Regions from separate parts of the Mus musculus genome. Here region 1 is linked to region 2. Evidence: chromatin contacts called from public promoter capture Hi-C data. All regions are on one chromosome and are shown on one strand. Each heading gives the region's core, a stretch centred on a gene start, on an enhancer-like site or on the middle of the called end of the contact. The rest is flanking DNA. Distances are from core to core; before and after follow the strand shown. Region 1 overlaps Ccm2 (cerebral cavernous malformation 2). Region 2 holds the start of H2az2 (H2A.Z histone variant 2).

Region 1 (6,656 bases), core at 183-2,682, 140 kb before region 2:
GACTTTTCTGAGACTAAAGTTATAGATGGTTGTGAGCTACCACGTGGGTGCTGGCAATCGTACCCAGATCATCTGGAAAAGCAGCAACTACTAAAGGTCTCTCCTTCCCCTTCTATTTTTTCTTGACAATATCTTGATATGTTCTGGCTGGCCTGGAACTCACTATACAATCCAGGCTGGTCTTAAACTCCCAGCATCCACATGGCAGCTCCCTACCATCTGTAACTCCATTTCAAGGGAATCCGATGCTACCTTCTGGCTTCTCCAGGCACCAGACACACATGTGGTGCACACACACATATATATACAGGCACTCATATATACACAAAATAAAAATAAATAAATATAGGAAATAACTTGATCAATCTGTGATCTACATGAAGAAATAATATGTAAATAAAGGTAAAATCAAATCTTTTATTTTCTTATTTTAATTGCTCTAAAAGCAGCTGATTGAAAATAAAAACAGCAGCCAGGCAGTGGTGGCGCAGGCCTTTAATCCCAGCACTTGGGAGGCAGAGACAGGCGAATTTCTGAGTTCAAGGCCAGCCTGGTCTACAGAGTAAGTTCCAGGACAACCAGACAGCCAGGGCTACACAGAGAAACCCTGTCTCAAACCCCCCCCCCCCCCCAAAAAAAAAGAGTTGCCGTGGTCATGGTGTCTCTTTACAACAATAAAGCCTGAACTAAGACAAGGCTCAGAAGTCCCAAACTGTGGAGGGTTTCAGATCTCCAAGGATGCTCCACATAAAACATACAAACATTCCAATGCCAGAAAAACGTCAATATCTGAACCTCTTTTGGTGTTTTCCTGGTAAGGGTTACTCAAGGTGTCTTCAGTAGTAAAACAGCCATAGCTACGTATGAAACAGGACTATTCTGTCTGAAAGTGGAACAAGGTTAGTTGTAAATGCTTTCTGCAAATCCCAAGGCATTAAACTAAATTAGTATAATTTGAATTAAACTTACACGAATGTATGCATGTGTATGATATGGTCAGAGAAAAGAAAAACATGACTGTACAAAATGCTCAAATAAAACCAGAGAAAGCAGAAAGTGAAGGAGAAAAAAGGAAACACAAACCAAGGGAAGGAAAAAGGCTAAATGTACTAAGTGTTAGCCTAGCTCCACCATGTACTAAGTGTTAACCTAGCTCCACCATGTACTAAGTGTTAGCCTAGCTCCACCATGTACTAAGTGTTAACCTAGCTCCACCACTATTAACTGTAACATGAGTGGTCTACATAATTCATAGGGAGATTGGATACTGGGAATATAGCACGTGAGGCCCTAGTTTCAATCCTAGTAAAAGGCACACATACTCACAAGGAGGGGGAGATAGGTTAGCAGCAAAAACACTTGCTGTGCAAACACAAGGGCCTTGGTTCAAATCCCCAGAGGCAATATAAACAGCTGGGCATGGTCCCATGGGTGCCTGTAACCCTAGTGCTGTGGGTGGTTGAGACAGGAGGATCACCAGACTTGCTGGCTGCCAGCCTAGTTCAGTAAGAAACCCTGTCTCAAGGGAATATAGTAGAAAGTGTCAAAGCAGGATACCTGATGCTCTTTTCCTGGTCTCTGTGAAACTATAGGCATATTATACACGCCACACACAAGGAAAAAAGGGCAAATACTGTCGACTGGATGTTACTTATTTTACATTGTTACTGTTGATGGCTTTGAGACAGGGTCTCTCTATGTTACCCTGGCTATCCTGGAACAGGCTGTCCTCCAACACAGTTTCTCCTGTCTCTGTTTCCCCACTACTGAGGCAAGAACTACCCAGCCTAGATTGGATTTTAAAATAAAGCAAGATCTAGCTATGCTCTCTAAAGAAAACCATTTTGCTTATGAAGATGCATACAGACTAAGAGAAAACAGAAAAAGTTCTCTTGAAATAATGTTCAGTGAAAGAAAACCAATGTAGTTTAAACAACAAAGATAAAATAAGACTTTAGGGGCTGGAGAGATGGCTCAGCAATTAAGAGCACTGACTGCTGTTCTGAAGGTCCTGAGTTCAAATCCCAGCAACCACACGGTGGCCCACCATCCATAATAAGATCTGATGCCCTCTTCTGGTGTGTCTGAAGACAGCTACAGTATACTTAGATATAGTAATAAATCTTTTTTTAAAAATATAAGACTTTACTAAGAAGTGGAGGGAGTCAGGCTGTGCGCATGCACTTTTGATCCCAACATTGGACAGTCATGACTACATATGGGGAGACCCTACCCCCACTCCCCCCAAAAAAGAGAAAGAAAAAGTAGAGGGACGAGAGGGTTTAATAGTAGAGCACTTGTTTGGTGTTCATGAAGCCATGGGCTCAATCTCAGCACCACAGGGGGGAAATTAGAGATAAAAGAGGCAGACAGGCTGATGAAGAAGTCTCTTCTTTTCATTGTTTCATTTTATAAACAGGGTCTCACTATGTAGCTCTGAACTCACAGAAATATGCCCACCTCTGACTTCTGAGATTGAAGGTGTGTGCTCTCATGCCAGCCAGGAGTCAATTCTTCAATAAGAACACAGTCATCCACAATGTGCTGTGTCTACTAAACAAAAGCTCAGAGGCCAGCTGGAGGAGCTCTGTAGTAAACAAAGCGCTTACTGCGCAAGCTTGAGGACCCAGCACTCACAGGAGGGAGAACACTCCAGTAATCCCACTGGGGAGGTGGAGACAGGAGGATGCCCAAGGCTTGCCAGCCAGTCTAGCCAAATCAGCAAGCTACAGGTTCAGCAAGGGACACTGCCTCAAAAATTAACATGGACAGCAACAGAGGGAGTCATCTGCTGCTGACCTCTGGCCTCTCCACATGTACACACACTCATGTCCTGACCACTGCCCCCCCCCCCAGCCCCCAGCCAATCAGGACAGAAGCGGCAGCACGGCCACTCAACTGGCTGTGTGCCAGCTCCCATCAGCACCATCCAGCAACAGCAAGCAGACAGTCTTCAGTGCACCCATTTACAGTGGCCTACATGTTCTGGGCCATAAACACACCTTACCTTTGCAAGAGGTCACCATACAATGTCTGCTTGTGGACACAATGGACCAAAGAAGGAAGAACTCACAGGAGAAACACACAATCTGAATGGCCCAATAGTCTACTAAAGAAATAGACTCAGGCTGGAGAGATGGCTCAGCGGATAAGAGCACTGACTGCTCTACCAGAGGTCCTGAGTTCAATTCCCAGCAACCACATGGTGGCTCACAACCATCTGTAATGGGATCTGATGCCCTCTTCAGTCTGAGGACAGCAACAGTGTTACTCATGTATATAAAATAAATTTTTTTTTTTTTTTTTTTTTTGGTTTTTTTCAAGACAGGGTTTCTCTGTGTAGCCCTGGCTGTCCTGGAACTCACTTTGTAGACCAGGCTGGCCTCAAACTCAGAGATCCACCTGCCTCTGCTTCCCTAGTGCTGGGATTAAAGGCGTGCGCCACCACGTCCGGCTTAAATAAATATTTTTAAAAAAAGAAAAGAAAAAGAAATAGACTCAGAAACTAAAAGCCTTTCTAAACATAATCCCAGATCCAGACAGCTCAATAGTGAATTCTACTGAATATCTAAGAAAGGAATGAGGGTGGAGGGTGTTTCAAGCAGGGCTCGGAGGAGCATTCCAGTAATTAAAGCACTCGGGATATAAAAGCAGGGTCAGGAGTTCAAGGCCAGTTTAGTCTAAGAGGCTGGAAAGATGGTTCAGTAGGCAAAAACATTTTTCATGGAAATGTGAGACCCTGAGTTAAAATCTCTAGAAGCTACATCAACTTGGGCATAATAACTTCAAGGGCTTCGACAGCAAGATGGGAGGTGAGAAAGATGAATTTCCAGAACTCAGAGTCTGGGGTACACAGCAAAACAAAAGAGACCCTGACTTAGGACTAAAGGCTACGACCAAGATCTGAGATTGCCATCTGACTTCCACACACATGCACCCACATTCACATGGACACATACATGAGCACACACAAAATCAGTTATAGTAATAATACCTATCTACCAGGCATGGTGGCACATGTCTTTAATCTCAGAACTTGGGAAGCAGAAGAAGGCAGATCTCTGTAAGTTCCAGGCCAGTCAGGACTACATAGTGAGACCCTGACTCAAACCAAAACAAAGAATCACAAAATAATACCATATCTACATTCATTGTTCAGGCTTGTGATAAGGGAGTCATATGATACTAAGGCACTCATAGGAGTCAGAGGATAACCTGGAAGAGTTGGTTCTTTCAGCCATCTGGGTTCTAAGAATTAAGTTCTAGCCATCAGGATTGTGATAATTTAATTATCTTTATGCACTGAGCCATCTCACCTGTCCTATGAGCTGGATTTGAGAGTACCTCAGATGCCCTCTGTTCTATGCCTGTGTATCTCTACAATAAGAGAGAAAACTAAAAATTTGCTTGAAAAAAACCTTTTCAGTGACAAAATGCCGAGAATAAAGTGACTGTTGAGTGTTCATCCCTAAAAAAAAAAAAGACATTTACACCACCCCATCTAAGGCTGGGGACATTGTTGATGACGGGTGAGCGTGGGGCGTTGGGGGCTAAGAGCTAGAAGACAGTGAAGTACCATCCTCTAAACTCTGTCTTCACTGTAATCATGGACTCACAGTGGCTTCAGATACTTGCACTGGCCCTGTACAAGAAGGATCCATCAACTGTCAGTCATGGGGAGAGGAGGGGCTCCTGGGACCAACCCTACTCCATTACTGCTGAATTACTGGCCACGGACAGATCCTGTGTACCCACTGCTGAGCCCACCACTTTTCAACAGATGACCCCAAACCAATGGTCATGCCCAGGGCCCTGGTTAAACTAAGTGGGTCACAAAACAAAGTGAAAAGACACGAATATAGGAAAGAGATGTTTAATGAAGACAGTGTTGCAGACAGAATAATCAGAGGAGGACAGATGGAGATGGGAGTGCTCAGGATATACTATGTACGCATATGAAACTGCCAAAGGACAAATTTAATTAACAAATGCCTGAAATAAAGCAGCAAAAAATAATTTTTAAAAAGGAAAGAAAAAATAATTTAAAATTTTAAAATTAAAAAAAATAATAAAAGCACTTCCAGGATGTCCTGGCTAGTTTTATCTCAACTTGACACAAGCTAGAACAATCTGGAAAGAGGGAACGTCAACTGAGGAAATGCCTCCATAAGATTAAGCTGTAGGGCACCTTCCAAACTGTCATCAGTGGGTCCAGCGCACTAGGGGCAGGGCCATCCCTGGGCTGGTGCTCCTGGGTTCTATAAGAAAGCAGGCTGAGCCGGACAGTGGCGGCACACGCCTCTAATCCCAGCACTCGGGAGGCAGAGGCAGGTGGATTTCTGAGTTCGAGGCCAGCCTGGTCTAAAGAGTGAGTTCCAGGATAGCCAGGGCTACACAGAGAAACAAACCCTGTCTCGAAAAAAACCAAAAAAAAAAAAAAAAAAAAAGAAAGCAGGCTGAGGAAGCCATGAGGAGCAAGCCAGTAAGCAGCACCCTCCGTGGCCTCCGCATCAGCTCCTGCCTGCAGGAGCTGCCCTAGCTTCCCTCAGTGGAGAATGTTCCCTGGAAGTGTGAGTGAGTGGAGACACCCTTTCTTCTCCTAGGTGCTTTGGTCATAGCAGTTCATTACAGCAACAGTAACCCTAACTAAGATACTGGATCATATCAATATGATATTGGATCATTAGCTATCCCTCCTATCTTTGTATGTCAAGTGCTAAGACAAAGTACTCTGATATGGCTATAATCACATGGGAATTCTAATGTGGTTCCAAGATCTGGGGTAACTAACACAAGGCCATAATCCTTTTTAGTGTCACCCCCAAATCTGGCCATGCTTCCTACTTAGGCTCAAGGGACAAAAAGGATTCTATTTTTTTTGTTTGTTTTGTTTTGTTTTGTTTTTTCGAGACAGGGTTTCTCTGTATAGCCCTGGCTGTCCTGGAGCTCACTTTGTAGACCAGGCTGGCCTCAAACTCAGAAATCCGCCTGCCTCTGCCTCCTGAGTGCTGGGATTAAAGGCGTGCGCCACCACGCCCGGCTGGATTCTATTTTTTTATCTTTTAAATTTTTTAAAAATTGTAGGTGTGGTGGTGCACACTTTTAAATCTCAGCACTCAGGAGGCAGAGGCAGGCAGATCTCTAAATTCAAGACCAGCCTGTCAGGCAGGGTTGGCACACACCTTTAATCCCAGCACTTGGGAGGCAGAGGCAGGTGGATTTCTGAGTTTGAGGCCAGCCTGGTCTACAGAGTGAGTTCCAGGACAGCCAGGGCTACACAGAGAAACCCTGTCTCGAACCTCCCACCCCCTCCCAAAAAAAGACCAGCCTAGTCTGCAGAGCAAGTTCTAGGACAGCCAGGGCTATACAGAGAAACCCTATTTTAAGAAAAATTAAAATTAAAGATTTATTTACTTCCATCTATGTGTATGCAGCTGCCCGCAGAGGCAAGAGTGTCAGATCTAGAACAGCTTGAGCTGCCTGACATGGGTGCTAAGCACGAAACCTGGTTCCTGTCAAGAGCGGTAAGCACCTTAGCCCAGCCGTCCGTCGCTCCAGTGCAGATTCTCCTTGCTTCATGTAGGTAAGGGATCTCACTGGTCTTGGTTGTATTTTGAGACAGGGTCTTACTCTGTAGCTCAGACTGACACAAAACT
Region 2 (7,073 bases), core at 510-3,009:
GCAGCTCGGAAAGAGCTCACTTCAGTCTTTAAGTGCTAAGATTACAGGTGTGTCCTACCGGATCTAGCTGTGTTTACTCTTAAAGGATGCTTAAGTGAGGCAAGGCAAGAGGACTGCTTTAAGAAAAGGCAAAAAGGTGTGCAAAGGGAGAGTGGAGTTTAAGGTGTTAGGGGGAAGTGATAAAAGACAAGGTGAGCAGGGGTCAGAAAATGTAGGGAATTCAATACTTAGAAGTATAATGGTTGGTACACTGGTAAGACCATTATCATTTGATTACAGTATTGCCTGGGGAACTGATTCCAAACTTGAACACAGGGTTCTGTTATCTGAACACATTATTCCATTCATTCCACTCACAGTTGTCCATATCTTCATATCTTTTTTTAAAAGATTATGTGTGTGTGTGTATACACTTGCTATACTCCAGACACACCAGAAGAGGGCAACAGACCCAATTACAGATGGTTGTGAGCCACCATGTTGTTGAGAATTGAACTCAGGACCTCTGGACAAGCAGTCAGTGAACCACTGAACCACCGCTCCAGCCCCATGTTTGTTTGTTTTTGAGAAAGGGTTTCTTTGTGTAGTCCTGGCTGTCTTGGAACTTGCTTTGTAGACCAGGCTGGCCTGGAACGCAAAAATCCACCTGCCTCTGCCTCCTGAGTGCTCGGATCAAAGACGTCACCCCACCCCACCCCACCCACTCCCCTCAAGTACTTGTCCATATATTTAAATGAATAATTCATTTAGAAGTTCATCCCTTCCTCGTTTAGCATTAAAATTATTTTTTCATAAAGACCTGCTCCAAGTTGCTTCTTCTGATGGAGGTTGATCTCAGAGCTATAGTCCCTGTCAAAAGAAACAATTCAAATTTTGAGACAGGTATTGTCTAGCTGGAGATAAATTTCTAAAACAATGGCTTGGAAAAATCCTACCACAAGAACGAAGTCTCAATACAACAACAAACAAACAACAACAAAAACCGTAGAAAACTATTTTGCTCACAACTAACTCCTACAACTGGTCTGTGCTTCCTAATGGGAAAAAAATTAAGCTTTGAAGCTGGAACCAGAACAAAGTCTAAGACTTCTGATGAAGGCTGTATGCAAATGACTACATTCACCTAAGTGCGTTTCTCTAGCTGAGAAATGGATGTGGCTCTCCCAAATCTCCCGGGCTCATTGATGATCACAAAAATAATAAAACCTTTTAAAGTTGTGTGAATGGGTTGGCGATAGCTAGAGAATTTAACTAGGTGCGGACTACGATATACACTTATTCCTAAATTTTCACAATAGCTTTTGCACAAAGGTAACTCTACTTTAGACATTTGACCCTGTGCTACCTAAACGTTCCCCTTAAACTTGTTGCAATTGAAGAAAAACAAAGCAAAGAAGTCCTGGCGGGCTCTGAAATGGGCGGGAAAGGCACAGCTGTGCCGAATCGCTCCAGTCTATTGGTTCACCGAGCTGTTGTTCCCAGCCTCCCGCCCCCGTGCGGCCGACAATGTTTTCATTGGCTTTCCTCCTCTCTCATTGGTTCATTCTTCTGTTCATCAGAAGTCCGCGCAAGGAGAGCGGCGGAGAGAGTGTCAATGTTTGGTCGGAGGGCCCACCTCCAAGGGCCGTGTGCAAAAAACAAACAGCGGTTAGGGAGGCGGCACCGGGAGGGCGGAGTTATGGCTAGAAGGAAGCGTACAATTGGCCGGCCGCCGAGGTTCAAACGAACAACGTGAGCGGCTATTGGTGGAGGCGGCGCGAGGCGGGCCCCGGGCATTGTCCCGCTCTGGCTGCGGCGGTCCGACTGCGAGAGCGGCGGCGGCGGCGGCGCGGGGCTGCAGTGGGCGTCGCGCGGCCGAGACCATGGTGAGTGCGGGGTCGCGCGTGGAGTGGGCGCGCAGAAGCCCCGGACGGCTGCTCCACCTGGGGGATCGGGAGTGGGCGGTGTCGCGCTTCGGAGCCGGAGTGCCCGCTGTTCCGGACTCCGCCGGGGGTTGGGGGGGCGCGCCGGACGCGGGAGGCAGAAGCAGGGGGGCGGGTGCTGCGCCGCACAGAGGAGGTCCGGCTGTAGCCCTGCGAGTTCTGAGGCTTCGGCTCAGGGTTACGTAATGCCCCCCGCTGAGGATCGGAGGAGTTCTGATCCTGCCCACCAGAACCGCTCGCCTCGTCAGCGGCTTGCCGGTTATTCTTTGGAATAGAAGTTTATTTACTTGGCTTCATCTTAAAGTATCTTTTCATTCTGTAGTTTAGATCTAGTTGAAAGTGACTTCTAAAGAAAGAAAGTGAGTAAAACTTTAGCCCCATTCTGAAATTGAGGGGAAAGTCCTAAAACCAATCGAGACCTATGTGTTTCACCAAGATTAAGGGGAGTGACGCTCTCTTTTTGGAATTATATTTCTGTCGGTATCCTGCTTGAAATATGCTTTCGCTGTTATAGAAATAGTAAGCCTTCCCAAGAAGGACTCTCTGCATGCACTTAGAGATTAGTTAAGGAAAAGCTCTTTATCTTTTCTTTGACGCTTGTCTGGCTGGGCTAAGACTCAAGCAAGAGCCTGCCTCCAACTGAAGAGCTTACTAATTTATGTACATTTTAGATGTGTGCATTCCACAGACTCTGTTATCCTGACATCTCTTTTGAGGTCCCAGGTTACACTTTGAACAATTTAAGCAGAGACAGGAGATTGCAAGTCTGACCGCTGAAGTGGATAGATTTATACATATTACTACATATGGCTAGGAGTATTTTTAAGTATGCCACTGTTCTTTTTCAAAGTTATTACCGAGGGTCATCATACCTACCTTGCAGAATTACAAGCTGGTTTATCTTTATCTGGGCCTAACTGCTGGTCATAGATCAGTTCTGTCTCCTTTGTCACGGGAATGAGTCTGATTGGGTGGCCCATCCTGGTGAACAGTTGTCTCCTAACATCCTAAGTTCCATGTTTTTAATTTGCAGGCCTGCTTAGCATACTGCTTATCTTCGAGGGGTTTGAGAGGCGGTCCACCTTTAGCTAAATTTCACTTGGGCCAATGTTTCCTGAGCAAATCTATTACTAAATCCATTGTAACATCAGTTTTATTACTTTGTGTTTCATCTACATTTTCACATGATAGGTACTTTATTTTTGGGTTTTTTTTTTTTTTCTTTTTCTTTCTTTCTTTTTTTTTTTTTTTCGGTTTTTGGTTTTTCGAGACAGGGTTTCTCTGTATATAGCCCTGGCTGTCCTGGAACTCACTTTGTAGACCAGGCTGGCCTCGAACTCAGAAATCTGCCTGCCTCTGCCTCCCAGGATTAAAGGTGTGCGCCACCACGCCCGGCTTGACAGGTACTTTCAACAGGTGCTTCTTGCTTAAAAGTTAAAAATCAACCCCAGGCTATCATTTCTCATACTGTAGATAATAATAGTTTGTCTCATTGTTGACCATGACATCTGAGGCATTTAATAGATCAACTATAAATAGATTGGCTAATGGAAAGTCTCCAAGTTTAGACTGTAAAATTCTCAGACTTTGAACTAGAAAACTTGTGTCATTTGTAGTTAGTTGTTCTGTGGTGATCATGAGGAAGTGCTCTGACAAGCAGCATAGGTTATTTCTTTGTAAATGAATTTGCTCAAACAGTTGATTTTTCATAGCCCTTGGTTTTTTTTCTTTCTCATAAATTCTAGTGATATGTTTTCAAGTATCCATTTAAAAGTACATAAGCATTAACGTAAAATGAAAAATCCTTCATGCATTGGTTGTCCTTGGTAAAGATGTTTTAACTTTAATCCCAGCACTTGGGAGGCAGAGGCAGGCGGATTTCTGAGTTTGAGGTCAGCCTGGTCTACAGAGTGAGTTCCAGGATAGCCAGGGCTACACAGAGAAATCCTGTCTCGAAAAACCAAAACAAAACAAAAGATGTTTTAAATTGATAAGTAAAAGTGTGTCTATTAGAGTAATAGGAAGTTTTTCAGGTTTTTAGGAGTGAAAATATAGTTCAGTGCCCTCCTTTTCCCGTGTATAAATTTTTTTTTTAACCGAGAAGCTTAGCCCAGTCTAACAGAATTACTAGGATAAGTAATTTTGTATTGTTTCACTTTTTAAAGTATGTATTTATTATGTATATACATGGGTGGGCTTATGGGAGTTAGAGGACAACTTGCCAAAGTCTGTTCTCATCCACACATGAGTCTCAGAGATCCAGCTGAGATGGTCAGGTTAGTGCCAATCACTTCTACAGGATGAGCCATCTCCATTTTCTGTTTCTATTTCTAAGTCATCAACTATTTTACATGTAAAGTTAAAAGAATTATGTATGGTTTGAGATGTTACATTAAGTAGCAATTTATTGTTTGTTTTTGTAAGGTTTGCTTTTGTTGGTGTATTTTTAAAAAGGTATCCAGAGTCTGTATATTGGAAGTAGGCCTTTAACATGTTGTGATCTCTCAGACCTCCATTCCCACCCCCACCCCCATCACAGGGGCCTAACTTAACTGAGTTATACAGGCTGGCCTGTATAACTCAGGCTGTCCTCTTACTCACAAAAGTCTTGTCTTAGACTCTAGAATGATAGGAACACAGGCTGCCACCCACTTGGGCTCTGGCATATCTTTAATGTCTCCTAAACAGGCACATTTTCCTTGCTGACAATTTAACTCATTTCTTTTTTTTTTTTTTTTTAAATCTCCTTAACTCATTTCTTTTGTAGCCAACAGTGGTTTTTATAATCCTGCTGAACTGGACATGTAGGTCAGTAGTTAAGAGCACTGCCATTCACAGGATCCAGGTTTAATTCACAGCACTCACATGGCAGCTCACAGCCAGTCCTGAAGAATCCACTGCCGTCTTCTGACATCCATGGATACCAGCCATACACAGACAGACATGCAAGCGTAACACACACATAAAAGGATAACATTAGTATTTAAAAAAATTTTTTTATTTAAAAAATGTTGAGCTTTTTGTTCCTGATCTTTGTTCGTAGCAACTAGCAACATCAATACCAAAGTCCGGAGCTGTGCAGTCCTGAAATTCCCTCCCTAAATTCACACATGTGACACATTTAATTTCAGCTTCCCACAAAGTCCTGAACAAATACAAAATACAAACAGTTATAAAATGAATGAAACATTGAGTATGTTTATGGTATGTAACACCTTATTTTGTTTCCCAATAGAATTTTTGTTCCCATCTGAATTCCTGTATCATCTTTGTTGTGTATTTCTAAATGTTCTCTATTCTTCTGAGCCCCTACCAAAATTGTTGGTTGAGTTCTGCTTATAACATCCTAGGGCTTCTATAACCTACATCTCCAAACTCTTTCCCTTTCCTCCTGTCAATCAGTTCTGCAAGCCTAAGAGCCACAGATCAAAAATTGGTCATGGCAACACCCCACTCCCTGTACCAGATTTCTTTTTCTTTTTTTTTCTTTCTTTTTTTTTTTTTTTTTTTTTTTTGGTTTTCAAGACAGGGTTTCTCTGTGTAGCCCTGGCTATCCTGGTACTCACTTTGTAGACCAGGCTGGCCTTAAACTCAGAAATCCGCCTGCCTCTGCCTTCCAAGTGCTGGGATTAAAGGCGTGCGCAACCACGCCCGGCTACCAGATTTCTTTATTACTTACTTTTCTCATCACCATGACCAAGTACTTGACAGAAAGGTTAAGAAAAAGGAATGGCTTTGGCCCATAGTTTCAGATCATCCCATCTGTGCTCACTTGGTCCCATATTCTTGGGCAAAGCATTATGGTAGCAAGAATGTGTTTACTTCGTGGTTGACCAGAAAGCCACCAATAGATAATATGCTCTATAAGGACATACCCCAGTGATTAACATCAATATCTTTCATTTCTGTCTTACCACCTAAAGAGTCTCTCCACCATTTAGGAACCAAGGCTTCAATTCGGCCCATTACACTTATTGATTTCTTTGGCTGTTGTAAATAATGCAGTTGTGAGCACAGCTGTACAAGCGCCATCAGAGTCTTGGCTTGTTTGGGTATATTAACTAGAAGTGGGATTGCTGGGTTCTAAGGCACGTCCTTCACTTTTATTCATTCTTGGTTTTGGTTAACCTAACTTTTTGATAATGTGCTTGTTTTTCCTCTCAGGAGAGCCAAATTCTCAAATTTCTGTGGAAATGTTATGCTGACTTTTAAAAAAGTTAAATGTCGGGGGTGGGTATGGGGGACTTTTGGTATAGCATTGGAAATGTAAATGAGCTAAATACCTAATAAAAATGGGAAAAAAAAAGTTAAATGTCATGATGGCACTCACCTTTTTTTTTTCTTTTTTTTTTCTTTTCCATTTTTTATTAGGTATTTAGCTCATTTACATTTCCAATGCTATACCAAAAGTCCCCCATAGCCACCCACCCCCACTCCCCGGCACTCACCTTTAATTCCAGCACTCAGGAGGCAGAGGTGGGCAAATCTCTGTGAGTTCAAGGTCAACCTGGTCTACAGAGTGAGTTCCAAGACAGCCAGGGCTACACAGAGAAACCCTGTCTCAAAAAACCAGCTTACATGACGTGTCAGTAATTTGCAAGATATGTCTAAATTTATAGATACTTAAATTTTGAATAAGTGTTTAATGTTTGATTTTTAATATGCTAGTAAAAGAAAATATATAGATTTACAGTGAGTCAGGAGAGGACCTAGATATCTTACGTTTTTAATTTTTTACTAGATATTTTTACCCAAAGTAAAGCTAGAATTTGTTTCCTGACAGTCTTTTGAGGTAACATTTTCAACTCCCGATTGTTTTACTCCAGGCTGGAGGCAAAGCTGGAAAAGACAGTGGGAAGGCCAAGGCTAAGGCGGTGTCTCGTTCCCAGCGAGCTGGGCTCCAGGTAAGGCAGGACCCCACCCTGTCACTGTTCTTCATGTTCTTTACCTTTGTAATTTATGACCCAGAGACAGTTCGTTAATTACAGAAATGCCCTTTACTGTGACAGACCTTGAGTTTGAGATTAACTGGTTGACTTAAATCATAAAGTAAAATCATAAAGCCATTAATTTTATTTTATAAGTGAACATGGTGTCTTAATAAATTTGGTGATTTTTTTTTTCTCCCTATTAGTATCTCTTCTTGGGCCT

What was found. Promoter capture Hi-C pulls out the DNA fragments that hold promoters and counts their contacts.
Region 1: a contact with region 2 is called in a promoter capture Hi-C map of pre-B cells. The contact joins the enhancer-like site here to the promoter of H2az2 in region 2. A contact is called at or near these places in 5 of 39 promoter capture datasets (the 3T3-L1 cell line, the C10 cell line and pre-B cells), 5 of 484 Hi-C or Micro-C datasets (the CH12 cell line, bone marrow-derived macrophages, induced germline stem cells and 2 more), 5 of 115 datasets of contacts at active chromatin or transcription factors (the SCID.adh cell line, bone marrow-derived macrophages, craniofacial prominence and 2 more) and 3 of 9 other capture datasets (adipose tissue, liver and pancreatic islet).

What each region holds. Positions count from the first base shown.
Region 1 is chr11:6,576,522-6,583,177 of GRCm38.p6, reverse strand. All of the region lies in intron 2 of Ccm2 (cerebral cavernous malformation 2), which reads right to left. Among named protein-coding and RNA genes, the nearest start is that of Nacad, 26 kb to the left of the region's middle. Within about 2 kb of position 1,432, at least 25 of the 459 cell types and tissues checked have an H3K27ac peak or open chromatin away from gene starts, as enhancers often do. A contact at or near this core is called in the CH12 cell line and pre-B cells, where this site is marked.
Region 2 is chr11:6,439,129-6,446,201 of GRCm38.p6, reverse strand. H2az2 (H2A.Z histone variant 2) reads left to right here and starts at 1,759. Exons shown (of 5, transcript NM_029938.1): 1 at 1,759-1,865; 2 at 6,749-6,826. The coding sequence starts at 1,863. It also overlaps the pseudogene Gm11970.